2 separate regions of the Mus musculus genome follow, and region 1 is linked to region 2. The links are chromatin contacts, called in public promoter capture Hi-C maps. All regions are on one chromosome and are shown on one strand. The core of a region is the stretch at or near the end of the contact, and the rest is flanking DNA. Distances in the headings are between cores, read along the strand shown. Region 1 has its middle 11 kb from the start of Gm34470. Region 2 holds the start of Hepacam2 (HEPACAM family member 2).

The links. Promoter capture Hi-C pulls out the DNA fragments that hold promoters and counts their contacts.
Region 1: a promoter capture Hi-C map of the 3T3-L1 cell line shows a contact between it and region 2, with 3 times the contacts expected there. The contact joins the enhancer-like site here to the promoter of Hepacam2 in region 2. A contact is called at or near these places in 7 of 39 promoter capture datasets (the 3T3-L1 cell line, cranial neural crest, liver and 3 more).

The regions. Positions count from the first base shown.
Region 1 is chr6:5,549,166-5,555,604 of GRCm38.p6, reverse strand. No RefSeq gene overlaps it. Among named protein-coding and RNA genes, the nearest start is that of Gm34470, 11 kb to the left of the region's middle. Within about 2 kb of position 1,369, at least 20 of the 459 cell types and tissues checked have an H3K27ac peak or open chromatin away from gene starts, as enhancers often do.
Region 2 is chr6:3,493,061-3,499,423 of GRCm38.p6, reverse strand. Hepacam2 (HEPACAM family member 2) reads left to right here and starts at 4,926. Exons shown (of 10, transcript NM_178899.5): 1 at 4,926-5,024. The coding sequence starts at 4,946. It overlaps Vps50 (VPS50 EARP/GARPII complex subunit), which reads right to left and starts at 1,031. Exons shown (of 28, transcript NM_024260.5): 1 at 869-1,031. The coding sequence starts at 901.

The DNA.
Region 1 (6,439 bases), core at 120-2,619, 2.1 Mb before region 2:
ATAGGAAAACAGCTTTTCTCCATACAATGGAAAGATATCTTAACAACCACAAAAACCCAGACTGAAATCGAAATTATATCATTTTAATTAAAATGTACATGTAATCAATGTGCAAAATGGAGAAAAGTTCCTCTTAATATATATAAAACTCACGAAAACTTAGCACCAACATGTGGTTAGGGAAAGGAAAGGGAACCTCCAGTGAATAAATGCAAAAGAAAGGAAAACAACGCCTCGCCAAGGGAAACATCTCCGACGAGAGTTCTACACACGAGTAATTGCAAAGGAGATGAATGCATGAAATGATGCTTAACTTTATTAGAAGTTATGAAGGGTAAATTTGGAACCAAATGAGATGGTATCACACATACTCAATACCTGTGAAATTAAAGTCTGTCAATTTATACTCTGGTAAGGTTGTGGTAAAAGGAGAGAGTTTATTACAATTCAGAGGAGTCTCAATAATGGCCACAGCCACTTTAAAGCATTTCTTATTTTCTAATCAAATTGAAAATTTGAAAATCTTATAACAGAGGGATTCTACTCTAGGACATAGATGCATAAAGGCATCAAAATAAATGCTCAAGAATGTAAACAGCTGCATTGTTTATCTCAGTGAGGTCTAAGCAACCAATCAACATAAAACAAAAGTGAGGTGTATGTTGTTACAATGGAGTACTGCATACTGATGAAATGTAATGGGTTTCAGCCACACACAAAGGGAAACTGAGTTTTAATACTATAAGATTAAAACCACAGGCAGTACTATTCCTTTTATCTAAAGTCCAAGTATTTAAAGATTTAAAGAAATGGTAGATTGCAAGTAAAATATAATGAACATCAAAAGGGATAAGAGAACAACACAAAGAGGCTTTGAAGTTTTACCCACATTGTTTCTGGCCAGGTATCCAGGTAAACGGTATCTTTTTTTTTTTACACAGTCCTCGAGAAAACTTTCATATTTAATGATCGTAACTAGACAATTTCTTTTTTTATTAGGTATTTTCCTTATTTACATTTCAAATGCTATCCCGAAAGTTCCCTATACCCTCCACCCTCCCTGCTTCCCTACCCACCCATTCCCACTTCTTGGCTCTTGCATTCCCCTGTACTGGGGCATATAAAGTTTTCAAGACAAAGGGGCCTCTAATTTCTTTAAAATTGTTTGAACCTCAACAGGAAGTCTCCCCAGGCTCTGTGGTTCAAGTAAAGAGACCAGGGCATTGTAGCAAAATCCCAAATGTAAAGATGACGTGCTAAACCTTTGTTATCCTGTCGCAGCAAGTCACCCCACTTAAATTCTCTTGTTCTGGTTCTCACTCTGCTAACCCACCTCCTAATTATATGTTTAACATCCCACATAGATTTATCCAAGGGGAAAGAGGGTGCCAATCAGCACACATGAGTCACTGGAAGAATGAGAGCTCCATCCCTCACTGTAATTTAAAGTTGACATTTTGGCTGATACTTCAAATTCTCTAAACATCCTTAGGGACAATTGAAACCTGCTGTAAGAGAAGATGGAGAGATGAATCATTCCATGGACAAAAATTCTGTAAACATCCTTAGGGACAATTGAAACCTGCTATAAGAGAAGATGGAGAAATGAATCATTCCATGGACAAGTGGAGGGGGCAGCTGAAGAGGCTGAACAACAGAAGGGAAGAAAAGTGTCCAAACCCACGATTCAGCATTCAGCTGCAGTACCAAGGGATCTTGTTATCAGGCACTTCAGGGGATGCAAGTGGACGCTTGAGTGTTTACCAAGAAAGTGTGTGGTTTTTGAAGCACAGTAAGTGAAACTTCAGAACAAAGTACCAACAGAAGAAAGTTTTCTGAGTCAGTCTTGACTCACATATTATTTTGGTCACCCAGAGTCTGTAGATGAAGATGAAAATACTGACGACAATTCAAGATAATGTACCCAACCTGTTCTGAAGCAAAGGCAGTTTAGCAAAATGGATGAGCTTGGGTTTTCATGCCTGACGTCAGTCAGATTCTGTCTCCTCCATCTTCTAGTCAGGGGAAGAATCCGAAACTTGTTTTCCTTATTTACAAAACAGGGAAGAAAACGTACCCAGAGATAGGATGGAATGCACAGATTATAGATATAATATTGATACTAAGAGGTATTCAACAAATGTTGAGATGATATTGTTCCTAGAGACTGATTAGCAATTTAACAGTCAAGATGAGAGATCAATAGCTCAAGGGCATTCTGGGGACTAGGAGAAGGTGTAGTAGCCACAGCGATAAGCCATAAATATAAACAGATACCAGTGGTTAAGAAGACGGCTTGCAGGCCATACATAGCACAGTTGGCTTCAGTGAAGTAGACAGGAACAAGGAGGAGAGCAAAGTGGTCTTGTTATGGTTCTTAGTGACTCAGATATGGGGACTTCCATATAAGAACAGGTTCCTACTTATTGGAAAATAGGATGAAGCCAGGTTGTCAGTCAGGCCAAGAAGTTAACAAATGGACAGTCGAGATAAGGCCTATTGACCCAGATACAGTTGACAGGCAGGTGACATGAGCACTGGCTTCTCCTAGAGTTGTAGTATAAGCCAAATACTAATCACATGTTCCAAGCAAGAGCCATCTAAGTCATCTGAGTCAGAGACCGTATCTTGATTACTGATCTGCAACCCAGGTTCCCTGGGACTTTCTGGCTGTCAGGTGGTCACACGCAATGTCACCTTTGTTCTCCTCCATATTCTCACCTGGGTGGAAGAAGCATTGTCTTCTGGAGCTCTGAACATCTGGTACTCTGAACATCTGGATCTCTGAACTAAGCAGAGGTACAAACCTGGGATCCTTGTGCTGATAAAGGGAGAGGCTCTAGCATTGCTTGCCCTTGAGCTAGAGCGCATTCATAAGAGTGGAAAGTTCTGTGAGATAGCAGCCATTTAAGCCACCAAGACCAAGCCAGGAAGATTCTGTAAATAAGCATTATGGTTTAAAATAGGCTTGGAACCTGAGCTAGCACCTTTGTGGGCACCGGTGTTAGCAGATGGGATTTCATAAGGATGAGAGTAGACCTGAAAAATAACATGTGGATTGGAAACACGATAAAAATTTCCCTTGTGCTCTTATACAGCTCTGATCCCAGGGCCACACCCATTAGCTCAAGCTAGTTCTCAGAAATGGCAGCAAGGGTTAGGGAGATGCCTCCATTGGTTAAGTGCCCTCAGGGCAGGCATGAGGACCTGAGTTTAGCTTCCTTTACTTTTTCTTTGTATTTCTTGTTTCACTCATGTGATACTGAAACCCCAGGCCAGTCATGATCTTTCCCCTTCCTCTTCCTTCCTTCCTTCCTTCCTTCCTTCCTTCCTTCCTTCCTTCCTTCCTTCCTTCCTTCCTCCCTCCCTCCCTCCCTCCCTCCCTCCCTCCCTTCCTTCCTCCCTTTTTTCCTTCCTCCCTTCCTTCCTTCCTTCCTCTCTCTCTCTCTCTTTCTTTCTTTCTTTCTTTCTTTCTTTCTTTCTTTCTTTCTTTCTTTCTTTCTTTCTTTCTATCTTTCTTTCTTTTCATCCAATGGGAAAGGAGATTAAGAAAAACCAGAAGCTCACATGTGTTCAATAGTAAAGTATCTGAGTATTATGTCATGTCCTTGCATGGCTTGCATCTCACAAACATGACTAGGGATAGAGAGGGAATGGAAGGACAGACATACCACATATCTATAGAAAGGTTGCGATTGGGTGGTCCAAACTCTCAGAGGGAGAAGCATCAACACCCTGGAAGCATGCATAGTTATTACACAAGGTTAAACAGAGAAGCTGGGTCATTGCATGCATATTATTAAGGAGATGAGGCTCATGGTATCCAACGAAACAAAGAAGGTTTAGCTAATCTAGTTAAGAACTGTAGGCACAGGCAGAAAGCTACAATGGACATTTTCTGTGCAAACTATCAACATTTCTACACCAAGACAAAGCTTAGCTACTCCCATAGGGCTGAATTGTAGAGGTCGTTGACATCTTTGTGCCCATGGCAAGAGCATAGATTCACTCAGAACCTCACTGACTCCCCAGTCTTGTCCTCTGCCTACCAATGGGGATGAAAGCATCAAAGGTCCCAGGAAATTCTAGGAAGAGAGAAAACACAGGACCCTGCAAATCCCAGCACCATATGACATTCGATGCTGAAGACAAGATTACCTCTGCTGGATAGTCCTGTGGAAAAGTCAGCGAAGTCCTGTGAAAATAGCATCTCACATCTTCATCTGTGCTGGGTGCCTATTGCCCTGTAATAGTCTTTATGGTCCTCTGGCAAAAGTTTAGTGGTAAACTCTGATTTGGGAAATGAGGCAGAGGGGTGGGTTTGGCCTTTGGGGGCAAAGGCAGAAAAGGGAGAGGGAAGACATCTCAAAAGGTGTTAAGACAGGCATGGAGGAGCAGGCAAGGGTTGTAAGGTTCTTAGGAATAGGTAACAACCAGCCACCAGGGGAATGTACACAGTCTTGAACAGATGGCCTCATAAATGGGAAGGTTGATGCTGATCCACCCAGAACTTCATGGGCCAGGACAGAACTGATGTGAGACCTGCAAGCTTAATGCGAAGCTCCAGAGACCTGTAGATTATTTGCAGTTTTCTCCTTTCTTCTTCTTCTTCTTCTTCTTCTTCTTCTTCTTCTTCTTCTTCTTCTTCTTCTTCTTCTTCTTCTTCTTCTTCTTCTTCCCTTCTTCTTTCCCTTTCCCTCCTTCTCCCTTTCCTCCTCCTTGTCCTTCTTCCTGTTCCTCCTTCCTCCCTCCTCCTTCTTCCTCCTCCTCCTTCCTCCTCCTTTTTGCTCCTCCTCCTTCTCCTCTTCCTTCTTCTAATTCTCCTCCTCCTCTCCGCCCTCCTCCTCTTCCTCCTCCTCTCTCTCCTGCTCCTCTTCTTGCTGTTTTAAGGAGTTATTTGTGGTACATGCTGTTCTCTAAGCCCTTGTGGGTTATTGTCTTCAATCGAAAGGAGCTAGCTCCTCTCTACCAACTCAGTTCATAGCAGATGCTTGTCCTTAAAATTGTCATCTCTAGCATCCCACCTTTTGTGCTCACATGAAGCAGTAGACTGGGAATTTTTCGGAAGATAACTAGTCTGTGAAAATATATTAAACACAAAATTAATGTAATTTCTATGTGGTTAAAATAAATAAGGTGTGTTAGTGTACAAGGCAAAAGTCTATTTGACAAGAAATGAGAGCTTAATTAGAATAAATATTTCAGATTCATTGTAGTGTTGTTTTCTCACATCAGCAAGAGATGGATTACCAGAGGACTCTGATATCTCTAGGTATCAAGATCCCATTGAATACAATTCTGAAACAAAAGGGCAAAGTCCTCTTTCTGTCTACTGGTGCACTTCTGAGTTTACCCATGCATGCACTGACTGCTGAAAGCAGAACTATATGTACTCTTAAATATTTACCTTCTAAGGGCCGACAGTTTCCAGGATGTGCAAGCTGTGAAATACAATATTTGTCATAAGTCTTAATCCTGAACCTTTTATACCATAGGAAATTCTATTTGTTAGAAATAATTGTTTGTTTGATTAAGTTTAAAACTTTATATATCATGGAAAATTAACCTTTTTCCTCCTGTTTTCTTATAATTAAGTGGATTATCTCCATATATGTTATCATTAAGGATTCCAGTATTTACCATGAAAAAAAGAATCAAACAAAAGAACATTTGTCTACTTCATAAATCTATTGTTTTTAATAGCTGAGTAGTACTCCATTGTGTAAATGTACCACATATTCTGTATCCATTCTTCTGTTGAGGGACATCTGGGTTCTTCCCAGCGTCTGGCTATTATAAATAAGGCTACTATGAACATAGTGGAGCATGTGTTCTTATTACCAGTTGGAACTTCTTCTGGGTACATGCCCAGTAGAGGAATTGCTGGATCTTCCAGTAGTACTATGTCCAATTTTCTGAGGAACCACCAGACTGATTTCCAGAGTGGTTGTACAAGTTTGTAATCCCACAAGCAGTGGAGGAGTGTTTCTCTTTCTCTTTATCCTCACCGGTATCTGCTGTCACCTGAATTTTTTATCTTAGCCATTCTGACTGGTGTGAGATGGAATCTCAGAGTTGTTTTGATTTGCATTTCCCTGATGATTAAGGATGTTGAACATTTTTTCAGGTGTTTCTCAGCCATTCGGTATTCCTCATTTGAGAATTCTTTGTTTATCTCTGAACCCTATTTTTTAATGGGGTTATTTGAATTTCTGGAGTCTGGCTTCTTGACCTCTTTGTATATATTGGATATTAGTTCCCTATCAGATTTAGGATTGGTAAAAATCCTTTCCCAATCTGTTGGTGGCCTTTTTGACTTATTGACAGTGTCTTTTGCCTTACAGAAGCTTTGCAATTTTATGAGGTCCCATTTGTCAATTCTTGATCTTACAGCACAAGCCATTGCTGTTCTGTTTAGGAATTTTTCCCCTGTGCCCAT
Region 2 (6,363 bases), core at 3,677-6,176:
AACTCATCTAAATTGCACTTCTTTCTTATTAAAACAAAGAAAAATTCTAATTATGTTTCAGTAGCTAAAAATGCTACAGTCAAAACAAAGGTTTCTGAAATAAAATGATCAATAAATACCTAAAAAAAACATACATTTCTTCAACTCCTCGAAGGAAGTTGAGACACAGTATTAGGAAGCTCTAACATATGTGAGACAAGATATAGTACCAGTCTTATTCCTGAATTATCATTCTGAAAAAAAAAATTCTTTGTCAGAATTTTATTTTTTAAGTAGCAATACACAAAGAATGCTGACATATACTAGCTTACTGGTGACTTACAATGCGATACTTTGAGATGGGAGGGGGATAGAAAAGGAATTGTCATTCCCATGTTTAAATCCAAAAACACAGCTACAAGTTTGGAGAGTTACTGCCAATCCACAACACTACCAATGTTGGCTACAAACAGCCCTTTGCCTTCACCCTTGCTCTTTCGAGTTTTCTCTACTGCACAGACCCCACCTCACTTTCCAGGGCACCTACTGGCAAACGACCACCAGTGAGGACGAGGGGGACGCTGCAAAGCAGCTAAGGCTGTCCTGGAAAGGAAACTAAAGCAAAGGAGAAGGTACAAAGACAGCCCAGCTCCCTGATTGGCTTTGTCTAAACGAAATGTTTGTAGGAAGACACTTCTTTCAAGGAGTCGAGGTCGGATCTAGGAGGCTCAGTTGAGATTTCCAGTGTACTACTTAGCTGCCCAACACCCCTGAGCCCCGCCACCCACTATAACTTAAGCCTACGCCCGCCGCCACCAAGGAACTGGGCGTCTCGGCGCCTCTCACAGCCGGGAGCGGGAAGCTCTTTAGTTCAGAAAACAGAACTCACCTGCCGGGTCATGAGAGATTTGATTTTTTGCATGTCGAAGTCGAGAGACAATTACCCTGCCTCGGAGAAGTAACAAATCACATAATCCCACCAGACAGCCGGCTACAACACAGGGAAGCCATAGTGAGTCGTCACGTGGAGCTGCCCGCCTGGGTCAGCCTTCCTTTCCCCGAGCATGACGGGAAATGTAGTTTTCCGGCTGCAATCAAAGGAGGAGGCCAACTTCAGTACTACATTTCCCAAGAAGCAGTCGCTTCAATGAACTGGGACTCCTTCTGTTCCAGAGCCACTACCTGGACTTGGAAGAGCGTTGGGCGAGGCGAATACCTATGACTTAGGTAGTCTGGCCACTGAACTAAACAACTCTGAAGCGTCTGTAGATAGTCCACTTTGACAAGATGCCCTCTAGGAGTGCAAGAGAAAGCACACCTGGGCTAGAGAGGCGAGGAAAGAGACTGATTGACCTCCATAAAGAGCACTTGGAAAGGTGACTTAAGACAAGGAATTTCCCAGTGGCTCTGGGTGTGCCCTGAGGAAAGTGGGAGGCAGGACCCCTAAGATACTGATGGCCAGCCGTAGGTTCTTCTTCATTCTTGGCATTTCCTGAAAACGCTCTAGAAAAATCAAAGGATTTCGTCTACCCCACCTATCATTTTTCTACCTGCTTTAGCAAAGGCAAGTCGAGGCAGATGTCAGTAAGTATGAGGGCACTTGTCACTTTAAAGCCCTGATCTTGTTATTAGTAGTATAAAGGAGAAAGTAACGGGGTAACTTTGCTGTGGGGGGCAGCAAACCCAGAGCTAATAACAATAGGTAACAATGAAAACTTACGAATTGGGAGAAATTTTGTTAATGGCTTCATGTGTATGACCTTATGCATTTATCTACATGAGCATCTTTTCCTTGTTTTGTTTTGTTTTTGTACTACAATTTTTCATACAATATGTTCTGATCAGGTCTCCCCTCCCCCAACTCATCCTAGATCTGCCCCTACCGCCACACTTGCTTCCACGCACCTTCTTTCTTTCTCCCTCTAGAAAACAAAACATGCAAACAAACAAACAAAAAGATTGAAAAGGAAAGAAAGAAAAACACAAGAAACACACCCGCAAGCTCGTATGCATGAACATCTTCTGGAGTTACCATCATCTTCATGTTAAAAAATGGTGAAACAGGCATGGAGAAGTTAAGATACTTACCTAAGATTGTTAGACGTATAAACTGATGACTTAAATGCTTAAAGGTTCCCGGTATTATGCTGAGGAGTGACTCCTAAATCAGGACACCAGTGCCTTTTAACTACATTAGTTTAACGTATTATAAAAACTAATAACTAATGTTTTTATTATAAAAGCAAAGCATAAACTTGACTGTATGGAGGGTTGGACACTAGCTCAGAAATCGCCTATGCAGTTGCCTCCTCTAGTGGCTGGCTTTTCCTGCAGATGCACTTCTCTTTGGGAGCAATGTAATTACAAAGTTAGTTCACCTTAGATACAACCATTCATGTAATCTTGAGGATTTCCCCCAATTGATTCTCCTAGTGTAAATAATTCTACAGATATGAAGGGGTCTGTATTAAAGATTACAGCTGCTTGAAATGCTTGTAGTAGATGCTTGCTCACTGTGTACAACAAAACCAGCCCAATAATGTAAATGAACAGTAAACCATGTGTGATTGGCAAGACCAGAAAGCAGTCCTGCCCTCATCACCCACACACTTTCAGTGACTCCTTATATTAATGTAATCGTTATGCACAGAAATGGTTTTAGTGCATTCATTTTAATGCAAATATAACTAAGGTGAGTAAACAGTCGAGGATATGGGACCTTTTTTTTTTTATTACAGAAGCAGATGGTAGATTATCAACTGTGCTATGAAATACTGTGTTAAGACAACCCAACCCCACCTCCCAACCCCAGAGGAGATCTCATTATATAGCTCAGGCTGGCTTCAAGCTCAGAGATCTCCCTGCCACTGCCTCCAAGTGATGCCATATTTCTGGGAGAATTTTCCTTTTCTTAGAAAACTCTTTGGAACTATTTTAGGAATTCTGTCATTTTGGGAGCTCTTGAAGTTAAATTTGCCTGTATGATTTCAATGTTCAACTCCTGATTCACCAGTACTGTCACAAACAGTTATATTTACCAGCAAACCACTAGAGGGCGCATGGTTAATGTGAACAGTTCTTGTACAAACCACACATATAATGCAAAAATTTGAATGTATATAATAACAGGGAAAAGAGCACAAAAATGGATCGTTCTTGTATCTAAGTCCTTATTAAAATACCTACTATTTCTTTCTGTCACAAAAGTTGGCATTTTAATATAAAATGTGGAAAATACTGGAATATTCGTAAGTCCTTTAAATGCTATATATTTGATACTAGGGGCACCCCTCCATACTGTCTTCGTTTCCCACATCTTACCAAGGATCCTGGAACTCTCATAATAAGCCATTTTTAGTTTAAGGACAATATGAAGAATGATCTTATTTGATCAATATGAAGAATGATCTAAATGGAGTGAAGGAGCTTGTGGGGTATCTATTTAAATCCTATGGGTTTTTTTTTTTCCAATTGGATGTTGTGCAGTCTGTTATGAAAATTTGTGTGAAATTCTTAAGGAATGGCTAAGGAGCAGACAACATAGACTAAAGAGCACAGGGGTTTATTTCTGGGGAAACATGTTAAGAAAAATGAGAATTATGCTTGGATGTCAATGACTAAGATTGTTCGCTGTAGTCAAGGATCTGAGAAGGAAAGTATATATCTAAGTAAATACATTGAAGTGAATATGTATGTGTGCAGAATTTAGAGGGTGTGGAGAAACTTGTAGTCATTGCCTGGGCTTGAGGATGCCCTTGACATATTTCTGAGGTGTGAAGCATTATAAAGCAACTGAACTGTATAAAGAACTCAGGTTTCCCAACAGTAGTGTCTTTGCCTTTAGACACATCTTCAACAAGTTGGGAACATTGACATCAAGAGTATTTCCAAAGTTGTTCTCCAGAATAACAATTGTTCTTTTTTTAATTTTTAAATAATATTTGAATAACAGTCTTCTTTGAAGCAGTTAAAATGAAAAACCATGCCTTCCTTCACTCCCACACTCTAATCACTGAATTTCTTCAGTGAGACTATCCTGTTAAAAATTACTTATATTGAGAATTCTACTAGCTTCAGGTCAAATGTTTCTAGATATGTTCCATTCCATGCAGAAAGTGTGGACCAAAGCCTTCTTACAAACAATAGCTCTCTTGGAACTTACTGAATTAAGCAAAGTTCTCAGCCCACCTACTTCATGGCACTGAAAAGAGCTAGAAGATGCAGCCAGAACACACAAGCAAGATTTTAATGGTTACTAGTTCACTTCCTCTAAGCTTGAGCTGAGAAAATATGACCCCAAGTACTATCTGTTGCTGTGTGCTACACACTGTCATTATGTAAAATGTATGCCTCAGCTCCACTTGCAAACGACATGTGATTTATTTTTTTTAAGAAAGTGAGATGAATACACAGATCCAATAAAACCATCACAGCCATTTGTAATAGAAAATAAAACACAAAAAATCTCTAATACTCTGTTTTGGTTCTTTGGTACAGTCTTTACATGATAATTCACATGATAATTTTGTGAAGAAAAATGGCTACTTAGGAAATTCATAAAGTACTTCAATTTTCATAGAAAGTATTTTTTTCAAATTTCAAAATAATGGCATAATTTTTCATGATAAGAAAGTAGATCTGGGTTTTATTTATCACGAGGCCACGCAAAGAGAGTATCTTCCTCCTTCTTATTGTGAATAACTCAGTATAATTTATAAAGCAATACTGAAAAATTACTGAGAATCACCAAGAAACTATTTGAAAGCCACAGCCCTGTGTTCTCGCAGAACATATAACAGGTGTTCCTACTGCCTGTGTCCTTTGTATACACATTCATTCTGTATTCAAATCACAGAAGCAAGAGGCAGGCTAGGGTCTGTTACCTCACTGCTAATTTCCCTAGCAAATAAACCAGCAGCTGCTGGTCCATGAACCAACTTGCCACTGAGAACAGGGCGCCGCATGCATGGGACAGGATGCTTTTATGGAGCTTCTCAGAAGCATGGTTGGGCTCTCTCTTTGCAAAATACACCTTCTTCTTATAGGTAAGGGCCTGCGCGAGCTGGCTTTTAGGTATTTGGGGTTTGAGTTTTGGGGTTTTGTTGGCTTTCTTTGTGGATTTTTTTTTTTTTTTGTAGGCATAAGGTAAATATTTGCTTAGGGCTGTAGATTTTCTCAGATAATTGAAGGACAGGTCAAAACCTTTTAACAATAACACACTGTTCCAGCAAAGAAACAGGAACATGTAAGAGAAATGAGCTTCAAGAAATGATTGCCTTTGTTCCCTTGGAGCAACAGCTACTGTCAACGGGACTCGCTAAGAAAGTTAAGGCAGCATAAAAAGCTGCGGAGTCTCTTCTCCCAGGGCTTACCGATAGGCTCAATAATCTCTAATGGTTAATGTTTTAATTGGCAAACATTCTAATAGTGCATTAAATTAATTCAAAACAATTCATGGTAGTGGTTTTCTTTTAATTAAAGGTATTGCTTAAATTAAAAATAGCATGCAAACTGTTGGTTCTTCTTTAACATAAATATGGAAAATGTGAAGTTTAGCTAAAATTGCATATGAGAGAAATGTGTTTAAAAGGATCAGTGCTCAAAAATGCCTTTAGCTTTTCTCTTTGTCAGTGACTAGTCCTATTTTCTTTTTTTACTAGATCTTAATATTTTTATCTCTCTCTCTTTTGACATAGAGTTTGCCTCCCTATATCATGACGCACTGTTATCCATCAGTATTTTTTTCATCAAGAGTTTCCATCCCTCCTATTGTAGATCTTAAGCGTCAAGTTAGTTTCTTTTTTTGTTTACATTTATCTGATAGAAGTCTAAAAGGAGTTTTATTCATTAAAGAATAACAGATATATAAAGAATAACAGATATATAAAAACAATTTGAGCTTTGGATTTTAGGAGGTATTTAAAGTTTTATTTTCTCTAATGTATTTTGTTACTTTTCATTCTAATTATTATCTACATTTGTATGTGATGCATATAAATCTCACTGACATAAAAATGCTACCTGTAAATTTTTAATCTGTCTGTTCCCCTTAACTGTGGTCATCTCAGGGACTATATTGTCATACTATCAAATTTAAACCTGTAATATATTGTATGTTACCATAATTTAACATCATTCTTAGCTATTATGTGATCCTGGGATTCTTTCTCTCTCTCTCTCTCTCTCTCTCTCTCTCTGTTTGTGTGTATGTGTGTGTGTGTGTGTGTGTGTGTGTGTCTCATTTTTAAATAGAGGGACTGATAGGTTTTCACAGATAATGTTTTTGTAATTGGCCTTAAGAAGAATTCAGGAATGAATTCAGTTGAGAAATTTGACTAAAATAAAATTAATTAAAATGTAATGGTGATTTTTTCCCAACTTCAA